Linked DNA regions of Mus musculus: regions 2 and 3 are each linked to region 1. Evidence: chromatin contacts called from public Hi-C and Micro-C data. All regions are on one chromosome and are shown on one strand. Each heading gives the region's core, a stretch centred on a gene start, on an enhancer-like site or on the middle of the called end of the contact. The rest is flanking DNA. Distances are from core to core; before and after follow the strand shown. Region 1 holds the start of Lgr6 (leucine-rich repeat-containing G protein-coupled receptor 6). Region 2 overlaps Ppp1r12b (protein phosphatase 1, regulatory subunit 12B). Region 3 overlaps Ppp1r12b (protein phosphatase 1, regulatory subunit 12B).

Region 1 (3,266 bases), core at 273-2,772:
AGCTTTGGCTGGGGACTTGGAGCAGCATGAATGGTGTGTGTGTGTGTGTGTGTGTGTGTGTGTGTGTGTGTGTGTGTATGAGGGGTTAGAGCCAAGGTGAAGGCAAGGGGTAAGCGAGAGTAAATACAGAGGGGGCTTCTGCTTGCAGGTCTGTGTGGCTGTGGAGGGACCTTCTTACAGGCTCATCTTGTAGTTCTATCACAGCTGCGGCTGGAGCCCTGGAAGCACAGCACAGTTCTTTTGGCTTCTTGGTCTGACTATGCAGCTTCCCCTCTGCGGGCCCTGCGGCGTCCGCAAAGATAGAGAGGGGTTGATGAAGTGTTTGGGATATAGAAGTAAAAGGTGGAGGGTATCTTGGCTACCTCCGTGTGGTCCTCATGGACCATGGGGATCAAACTGCTCCCAACTTGGTCTAGTTCCATCCTGGGGCTTGGCTCAGGGAAAGATCTGGAGACCAGAGAAAGCAAAAGGACACGTGAAGGAAGCACTGCTAGCCCAGGCTGGCCTAAGAAGAGAGCTGAGTCTTGACTCCAGTTTTAGCCACTATTGCCCTTGCTCTCCAAGGTCCTGGGATTATAGATGGATTATAGATGGAATCGGGCCCTTAAGGTGCTTGAGCTGCATCTGTAGTACTGGGCCTCCAGGTGGCGCCAATCAGCCGACTCGCTGGCAAGCTCTGGCAACCAGCTGTGCGGAGGGCAGCCCCTCTGCTGTCCTGGGTCCCGAGATCAAGGTTCAGGGTGATCTCTAGACCTTAGATCTTATAGTCTACATGAGTTCATTTCCATGCCCTGTGCATCAGGTGGAATCTACGCCAGTTGCTTGGTGTTGAGGAGTGGCTCCTCAATGAGGGGGCCCCTCCTCATTCCTACTACCAACCTGCGACCACGTCCTTCCTCCTTGAGACCTTCTTCCTTCCCTGGTCGGAATGGGTGTAAAGGAGTGATCTGGGCACTAGTTCTGAGGCTGTCCCCAACTGCCGTGTGACCTTGAACATCTCTTTCTCTCGGGTCTCTTTTCCCATCAGCCTAAAATCTGGTAGTGGGGCTCAAGTCTGTGGAACTCTCTTTTGTTGTTGTTTTTTTGTTTTGTTTTGTTTTTTGTTTGTTTGTTTCTCCCCTGATGGTCTCTGGTCCCTTGAGACCCTGTGGCTGTTCCCAAAGTCAAAAAGAATTCGACCCCATAGGCCCAGCTCTGGGGCACCCTTTCTAAACAAGTGCAGGTCTCTGATGTGCTGGCCCTTCCTAGCTTTCTTTGGGTTTCTTTGCTTTCTTCACCGCCCCTCTCCTACCCCACGCCCCCGATGAAATTCCTGCCAGCTGGGAAGGAAGGAGGGAAGGGGAGCGAGCCACAGCGTAGAAAGTTTCCTTGACTCCTCCTCCCAGCCCCCCCACCCCACCCCCGTGTCTCCCTCCCTCGCCAAGCCCAGCCTGTGAAACTGAATAACGAAGATCACTCAACAATGCCTGCCCCTCTCTGACTGCACCGTCCCGCCGCCGCTGCCGCCGCCGCGCCCAAGCCAAGTCGAGCGGGGGCGTTGCCCACCGACGGCGCAGCCCTCGGGCCCGCCCGGGACCAGGAGGTGAGCCGCGCGCGCACAACTCCGTGCGCTCGCCCGTCTGAGCGCCCGCCAGGTGCCCCGCAGCCCGCCGCCGAGATGCACAGCCCGCCTGGGCTCCTGGCGCTGTGGCTTTGCGCTGTGCTGTGCGCATCGGCGCGCGCGGGCAGCGACCCCCAGCCTGGCCCGGGGCGTCCCGCCTGCCCGGCTCCCTGCCACTGCCAGGAGGACGGCATCATGCTGTCCGCTGACTGCTCCGAGCTCGGGCTCTCAGTGGTGCCTGCGGACCTGGACCCCCTGACGGCTTACCTGTGAGTACTCACCTGCTGGTACCTGTTATTCGTAATGGCCGCCTGCCCCGCAAACACTCGTTTGGTGCCCTTGGACATGCGCATCCCCAAGAGGGCTCTTCCTTTTCCAAGAGTGAAGGACTGGGAAGCTAGTCTTAGAACTTGGGAAACTGAGGCAAGAAATGAGCCTAGGCCTCCCTGCTACCTTTCCCAGGTGTTTCTCCCCCACCCCTATGGGCTTAATGTGGGACCTGGTGAAGTGCAGTGTGAACGCCAAGCAAGAAAGTGGTGTGTGTGTGTGTGTGTGTGTGTGTGTGTGTGTGTGTGTGTGTGACAGTATATTCTTTTGCTGTCCTCCTCAGAAGAACACTGCCCAGGATTGATGAAGGCAAAAGTTAGTGCTCTGTTAGGAGGTGAGGGAAGTTTGCCCTGGTAGGGATGAAATGGGTTCTTCCACCACAGCAGGAAGCGGCACTGCCCCACTGAGGCAGGGGGCTTTGGTGAAGGGTCCACGCAGCTCTCCTCTCCTTAGTTAGGGACTCTGCCAGTACCATCTTCTTGTGTGGAGGTCTCCTACCCCCTCCCCAGGCCTCCCTGAAGTCTTGTCCCAGGAGGCTGTGTTAGAGACACTAATTTGTGGGCAGGCTTCAAGACTGAAAACCAGAGAACCATTTTTAGAGTCTGAGTTGGGGTGAGGTGGTGCACGAAGGGGACCCTATTGGGGGTAGCCGGCTCAGAATCGGGAGAGCCGGAAGCTGTAGCTGATCACTACCTGGGCAGGAGTGGGTGGGAGCATAGCCCGGACCTCTTGGCCCTGACCCCTGCTGCAGGGAGAGGAAACCCCCTGGCCTCCCCTGCTATCCCTTAGAAGAAGGAGAGAAGGTGGGAAGATCTGGGTAGAAAGTCTGGCCAGAGCTCCCTCAGGCCTGAGAGAGGCTCTCTCGGCTTTGGGATCCTAGAATTGAGGATCGCTGAGGAAGAGGCAGCCGGGCTTGTTCCCAGAGGCTCGGCAATAGAGCTGGTGGGGCCAGGGTGCGATGAGAGGGTGGTGTCCTGGTAAAAGTGGGGGATCCTGAACTAGTGCCCCTTGTGGGGCTCCTTCCATATCGCGATTACCTCCCCGCCCCCATATCCTTCTTCACTCCAAAAGAAACAGTTGTGGGAACAGAAACACCCATATTCCAGAAGGACAAACCAAGTCCTGTACAGCCCCTAGGGGTGATGGGAGAGGTGGGCACAGGTATTCACAGCAGAGCTGTGAGGGTGCCCAGCACCAAGCAGAGAGCAGCAGGTCTGGGCCCACCGCCATCACACCCCAGAAATTCCATTTCTAGCAGTTTAATACATTAGGGGTCTATGACACTGTTTCTTTGGAAGACAGGGAAGATGGCTAAAAAGACTTTAGAAATAACTTCTAT
Region 2 (3,266 bases), core at 567-3,066, 250 kb after region 1:
AGGAAAGCTTCTATATTTTAATATGAAATTAATACTGTCTATTATCCTTATGTTGAATGCTAATGATGCACAGGTATTAGTTTGTACTGTTCATCTTTTTTATTTGTCTTAAATATTATATAGTCTAAGTTTTAACTAATCAAAAATCACTGTCAGATAATTAGGGTATTACTGAGAGAAGCTGGGTTGTGTAGGTGAAGAATAGAGTTCAATTCAGCTAACCTTTATACTGAATGAGGACATTATTTGAGGTCTAGGTAATAAAGGCTGTTGATTCATTACTAGATGTGAACTCCCTTATATGATGATAGATGATATCAAATTAATCTGCAGACAGCTTCACATTAGCTGGAATAACTACCTAGTTTAATAGACTCCAAAGGACTCATAGCTGGATCCATAACGAATATTAAATAAAAATAAATATTTTTCTATATATAAGAAATTTTTTTCTAATTGATCTTTATGCTTAGAGGACCAGTTTCTGGACAAAATTGAAAATTAATGCAGAACCAATCAGTTTTAAAGTCATGTCGAGTGACTATTTAGTTCTGCAAAGGAATTACTCTTTAGTCTCTTTTTCCTTTTTTTTTGTTTTTTGTTTTGTTGTTGTTTTTTTGTTGTTGTTGTTTTTTGAGGCAGGGTTTCTCTGTGTAGCCCTGGCTGTCCTGGAATTCACTCTTTAATCCCAAGTGTGGGATTAAAGGGGTGCGCCACCACTGCCTGGCTCTCTTTTTCATTTTTATTTGTGCATGTTTGTTTATTAAGATAAGGTCCCAGTATATATGCCAGACTAGTCTAAAAAATAGTAATCCTCCTGCCTCAGCCCCACTTACCTGAAAGTGTCCTTTTCCCTCAGTTGTCTTTATCCCATCCTTCTCTTCCCACATCTATTTTGTGTCCTTGCTTAGGGCATTACTCTGTCCAAGTAGAAAACAGACCTCTCCTGAACACGCTCTGCCTCATCTCCCTCTTCCTAGTTGTCCCCCATGCAGAGCCTCCCCATGCCGGAGTGGCTTTAGCTCCTGTTCTCTGCCTAGCAATGTCCTGCTCAGTGCCATGAGAACTCTTTATTTTTTAGCTTTTTAATTATATTTTAACATTTAAAACACTTTTTAAATTTAATTATATTTTGAGCATATTCACCCCCTCCTCCAAGACCTTCCATAGCCTCTCCCCACCTCCCCACCCAACTGTAAGTTCTTTCTCAAAAAAACAAACAGTAACCCAATATAACAGCAAAACCACAGCCAAAAAGAAATTTAAAAACACTGAACTATATCCAAATAAAAGCACACACACACACACACACACACACAAAACAAAAACTGGAGAGTCTATTTTAGGTTTCTCAATTACTCATGAATATAAGGGGTGAGTAATGTACCCAGTGCCACTTTATTGGAGAGAACGGATTTTTCCTTACCCAGCAGGAAACAGTAGCAGTTCGGTTATTGACATTTACTGTAGTGATTGGATTTTCATTCATTCATTCATTCATTCATTCATTCATTCATTCCTAAAAATTATAATAAAATAAAATATAACCTAAAATAAAAACCACCTAATTGAAGTTGGCCATGACAAACCAACAGAAGGAAAAAGCCCAAGAGAAGGCACAAGAATCAGAGACCCACTCATTCACAAACTCAGGAACCCCATAGTTGTCTGAGTCTGGGATACCTCTCTCAGTGATTTTCTTAGTTTCATTCATTTGCCTACAAGTTCATTCTTCTCTTAAAGGACATCTAGGTTGTTTCCAATTTCTTGCTTTATGTTCATGGTTGAGCAAGTTTGTCTGTGGTAGGAGGAAGCTTTTCAGTTTCATGAGGTCCCATTTATATATTGTCGGTCATAGTGCCTGTGCTAATGGTGGTGTGTTCAGAAAGTCTGCCAGTGAGAGCTCCTTCATTTTAAATACCACTGCTTACTACTTCTGCTCTCCAGCTCCAGGCTGAACCCAGAATTCTCTTCACAGTGCTCTTAGGACAGTTTTGACCAATTAAATGGCAATGTGTTCCTTTTTGTCCCTGCACTGTGAACTTGTGAGGTGGCTTTTTAAGTGAATTTTCTTATCACAGAGCTGAATAAGTAGACACTGGATCAGTTGTAGGATCTTCTCTGCCCTCCAGGTGGCAGCAGAGGAAAGCCAGTTGAACTATTTGGATGTATGACATCAAAGAATCTAGTTTGTGTTTGAATCAATTTTCAGAGGAGCACATCTCCCATATTCCATTTTAACTCTTTTAATATTGGAAAGCAAATAGCTTCTAGCACATGAAGGCCCTTGTGGATTTCCTGGTACTTCTTCAGAGGACAGCAACCAACACAGGGTAGATTGCTCCCTGGCTTTCGAGTAGGATGCATACTTTACCTTTCAACAAAGCAGTTGATGTCTTCCAGGCAAGCTTTGTAACCTTTCTAGTCCGAGCTTCTCCACAGGCTAGCTAGTTTGAGTTAGGGAATATATAGATAGCATAAAATTCTAAAATTATGGGATCCTGAGTTATCAGTGACTGTCTAATGAATGTCCGTGTGCTTGGTGGTGTGCTCAGAGTATCGGTATAGTAGAAAGGGGATGTGCCATACCTTGTACTCTCAGGGTTGAGAATCTATAATACACTCATTTCCTCCCTCAGTTCAGCATTATGTGCAGGCAAATATATTAGGATTTCAGAAAAAAGCAAGGTGAATGATGGAGGATCGTGTAATTAGAATAGGCTTCATGGAGGTAGAATTTGAGTCAGCATTTATATATATGAAAGGCTTAGACTAGAGGAATTAATGATTTTGAAAGTTTACTGTATGCCCCATCTGCTTTTCCCCATAGTGCATGTTGAGAATCAGATAGGATAAAGAACTTTTGAGTAATCAGAATTAGTAATGAAAAAAGCCGGAATTTAAAACCACCGTCAGGACTCTGCTGCCATTCTTTGACCTCAGCAGGACCACAAAGGTATCTCAGAGGTGGGCCTGAGCTGGACCATTCCACACCAAGAGCTTGCCAATGTGAGCATGATGCCCGGATCTCCTGATGTCTCTGAGGGACTGGCCATAGCGTTCCATGGAAATTCGTATTAGGGAGCAGTCAGTTCGGGATACACAGCAAATGGAGACTTTCTATTTTCTTTCAAATCTGATGGAAAGTGCAGGGCTTCAGAAAATCAGAAGAGAAGTTGCTTTGTACATGTTGGGTCAGGATGCTCGCTCTGGAACATTGGGTAAGAGAGTTCTGTTTAAGAAGTTTTTACAAATAGGGCTTAGCT
Region 3 (3,266 bases), core at 394-2,893, 230 kb after region 1:
TGGCTCCTCAGACCCTCACTCCCTCAGGGCTGCCCTTTGTATAAGCTGTGCTGTTCTCTTCACTGAAATATTCTGACTTCCCTCTTGAGAGTTATTTCCCTTCGTATAGAATATTGCTGAAGGAAAGGTAGGAATAAAAAAGCTAACTTTTTTTTTAATACTACTTGAAATCAAATTAAAGATGAGTCGGATATGAGAATGTGTGACTATTCCCCTTTCCACTTTCTGTCCTCAAGTAGGGGCTTCTTGAGATTTAAGGTAAAGCCTCAGTGTTGTAGCCCTGTCTGGCTCTGAATGGAAATCTTTCTGCTTTTACTCTCGAGGTCTGGGATTGCAAGTATGCCACTATGCCTAGCAGGGTCCTGCTTTTTTTTTTTTTTTACCAGAGGTGTTTTATGCTGTGTCAGTATTGAACCTTTCTTGCATTTTACTTTTTTTATTTTATAGGAAAGAGAAAACAAAAGCTATTTCAGTATGCTAGTACCCCGGAGGCTCAGCAGCACAAGTGACATTGAAGAAAAGGAGAACAGGTAATCACAACACATGCCAGAGATGATTTCTTTCAGCCCTTGGGTCATGGCGAGCTGGCTATTATTCTTCTGCCTTTCCCACAGATGTCCTCAGGAGCTTATGGAGTGCTTGTCCTTCTGCTTGGAATACACACACACCAGTTCTTTACCCTTTAAATTATAACTCCAGCTACCGTCTGTCTGTAGGGCCCTGACCCTTCCAAGTGTGAGTTAGCTTTAATACCCAGCAGACTCTGTAAAAGCAGTCTGTCTGTTTTGTTTCCCAAGCCACCCAGCCATGCCTGGTGTACTGTATACCACACAGTAAGCACTGAATAGATTGTTTACTTGAAATGACCAGCTTCTAATTAATAAGGAAGTAAAGTTAATGCCTTCCTCATCAATTAGATGAGTAATGGAGATTTAAAAATACTGCTACATTTCAAGGCATACTCAAACTGGACCCTTTCTCCGAAGGCATGCAGCCCAACAATGCTGAATCAGAATCTGAATTTTAGCAGAATTTCTTAGGTGATTCAGTAAACATTAAAACCCATGAAGAATTGCTCCAGGCCTACAGACTCTGCAGCAAAGACCCCAAGTTCTTGATTGTGAGTGTAAAAACTATGACAGGCCCTTCAGACATCTTAGTACTGTAGTGCTAAGGAGGTACCAGCAGTCTCCCTATCTTTTTCCCTCTGTAGAAACCTCATTAGCTCCTTTGCAGCCTGCAACTGGACATCAGTGCAAGTGCTTTTTAAATGAGTGTCATGAGGGAGTCCTCATCACAAAGGAGTGAGGCTGTTTGGTGTGAAGTAGAATTTGGTTCCTAGTGGGATGAGATGGCTTTAATGTCGATAGAAGAAAGCCAACAGTAGTATAAGAAAAAAACAAACAAACCAGGATCACTTGAAAAATGTGCCTGTTTCTTTAGCGTGTTAGTTTTCCGTTTGGCTTTTCTTTCTTTATATAGTCCAGATTGGTGTGGGAATCACTATGTTGTTGGTGTTCTTTCTTGCCTCTACAGAGAGTCAGCTGTTAATCTAGTAAGGAGTGGCTCCCATACCAGGCAGCTGTGGAGGGATGAAGCAAAGGGAAGTGAAACCCCACAGACAATCGCTCCTTCCACTTACACGTCAACTTACTTGAAAAGGTACCAGCTGCAGATGGGTGGGAGGTGACTTCTTCACTCTGACCATGGGTATGGGTAATGCGTGCATGCTTTTATATCCAATTAGCACCATAAAAACGAATGGCTTTTAGGTTCCTTGGGATCAACATTTTCACTAATTTAAGATTAATTGTTCTTTTAATGAGTTAACATAAGCCCATTCCGATCCCCTCCACAGACCTGACTTTACACTCCATCCTTTCAGCCCTATTAAAACTGCAGTCTGAAGCAGCATCTGGTGACCTCTGGGGAAAGTGGGAGAGATGCGTTCTTGCCTAGTCCTGGCTTTCCCTTGTGTAAAACTAGAGTTGTTTCATCAGACTTTACAATTGAGGGTTGGGAGGGGGAGGGCATCACCGGGCGGTAAGGAGTGGGCAATGGGGACAGTTTTCTGTTGGATTTAAGACATTTCATATTGAGCCTGTTAATTTAGGGACTTGAGTTGTTTTTGTTTTTTTATGACTTTAATGGCCCTCAGATCCATCAAGATGTGAAACTCGCAAGTTTGGTGTGCAGAGAAGGTACACGGGTTTCTTTTGATCTCATCTGTACTATCTTTTCTGCAATTATTTCCTTTGCCACAAGCTAGCCAGCAAGCAAAGCACCTCTGCCAGAACCATTAAGCTACGAGAGACACTTAATACTATTTCAGTTTGAATTCTGCTGCTGATATAGAAGAATCTGTTTTTCATTGCTTACTTTGAATTCTTTCTTCACTTCCACTTAACCCTTCTAGCTGCAACCTCCTGCCTTCATCATTAGGCTTTCTAGATGGCCACCCTAGAAACAGGCTTTGCTGTGACTTAGACCATCAGATTAGCTGCTTGTGATCAAAACTATTTCTTCCTAAGAGGAAGACTCTAAACAAGTAGTTAATGTTGGAAAATGGGAACTAAGCTACAATGGGAACAGACATGGCTGCCTTCAGTTCTGCAGGTCCATCCTGAGAAAGATCTTTACTCTGAGAAGTATACAAGTACAGCTCATTGATCTCAATAGCATTGTATTTTATGTATTTATTTATATAGGCAGTGCCTCGTAATCTCAGCTGGCCTTTGAACTCACCCTATAGCTGAAATAACTGAAATTTTGATCTACCTGCCTCTACCTCCTCAGTGCTCAGATTACAGGCATTTGTCACCGCACATGCTTATGAGGCTGGAAATTGACCCCAGGGCTTCCTGCATGCTAGGCAAGCGTACTACCAACTGAGCTACATCCAAGCCCACTGACTATTACACAGACAAGTGGTTGGGATTTTATGAGGGGGTCACCTATTTCTCTTAAAAGGAAACACTTTGATTTACCAAGATGCATTATTATCTCTTACAGTCAAACCCAGTATCAAAGACAACTTTTCTAAGAGAATAATGTTCTAGATGCAGGAAAAAAGAAAACTTCAATTTAGTTTCTTAGTGTGGAGTTATTTGGGGGTGAGGTTGTTGATGTTCATGACCCAAATCTTCAGCGAATGGGTTTGAGTGGCTTTGGTTTGATGTTTGGGCAAAGTTATAGTGAACATAAGAAGAAAGGGCTAAAGATTGTACTTAATTACATGAGCACTTTTTGAGAAAAGATCTACAACT

What was found. A called contact is a pair of places that touch in the nucleus more often than the background predicts.
Region 2: a contact with region 1 is called in a Micro-C map of B cells, with 2.7 times the contacts expected there. The contact joins the enhancer-like site here to the promoter of Lgr6 in region 1. A contact is called at or near these places in 16 of 39 promoter capture datasets (the 3T3-L1 cell line, 3T3-L1-derived adipocytes, the C10 cell line and 11 more), 1 of 15 datasets of contacts at CTCF or cohesin (pro-B cells), 13 of 484 Hi-C or Micro-C datasets (B cells, the C2C12 cell line, the G1E-ER4 cell line and 8 more), 1 of 115 datasets of contacts at active chromatin or transcription factors (embryonic stem cells) and 1 of 9 other capture datasets (embryonic stem cells).
Region 3: a contact with region 1 is called in a Hi-C map of cerebellum, with 2.1 times the contacts expected there. The contact joins the enhancer-like site here to the promoter of Lgr6 in region 1. A contact is called at or near these places in 10 of 39 promoter capture datasets (the 3T3-L1 cell line, 3T3-L1-derived adipocytes, cranial neural crest and 7 more), 2 of 15 datasets of contacts at CTCF or cohesin (large pre-B cells and pro-B cells), 7 of 484 Hi-C or Micro-C datasets (the G1E-ER4 cell line, the HL-1 cell line, the HPC-7 cell line and 4 more), 1 of 115 datasets of contacts at active chromatin or transcription factors (large pre-B cells) and 1 of 9 other capture datasets (embryonic stem cells).

What each region holds. Positions count from the first base shown.
Region 1 is chr1:135,103,532-135,106,797 of GRCm38.p6, reverse strand. Lgr6 (leucine-rich repeat-containing G protein-coupled receptor 6) reads left to right here and starts at 1,522. Exons shown (of 18, transcript NM_001033409.3): 1 at 1,522-1,869. The coding sequence starts at 1,658.
Region 2 is chr1:134,853,386-134,856,651 of GRCm38.p6, reverse strand. All of the region lies in intron 13 of Ppp1r12b (protein phosphatase 1, regulatory subunit 12B), which reads left to right. Among named protein-coding and RNA genes, the nearest start is that of Gm32670, 81 kb to the right of the region's middle. Within about 2 kb of position 1,816, at least 5 of the 459 cell types and tissues checked have an H3K27ac peak or open chromatin away from gene starts, as enhancers often do. A contact at or near this core is called in B cells, where this site is marked.
Region 3 is chr1:134,871,203-134,874,468 of GRCm38.p6, reverse strand. Ppp1r12b (protein phosphatase 1, regulatory subunit 12B) reads left to right here. Exons shown (of 24, transcript NM_001368827.1): 11 at 448-530; 12 at 1,537-1,662. Among named protein-coding and RNA genes, the nearest start is that of Gm51265, 73 kb to the left of the region's middle. Within about 2 kb of position 1,643, at least 24 of the 459 cell types and tissues checked have an H3K27ac peak or open chromatin away from gene starts, as enhancers often do.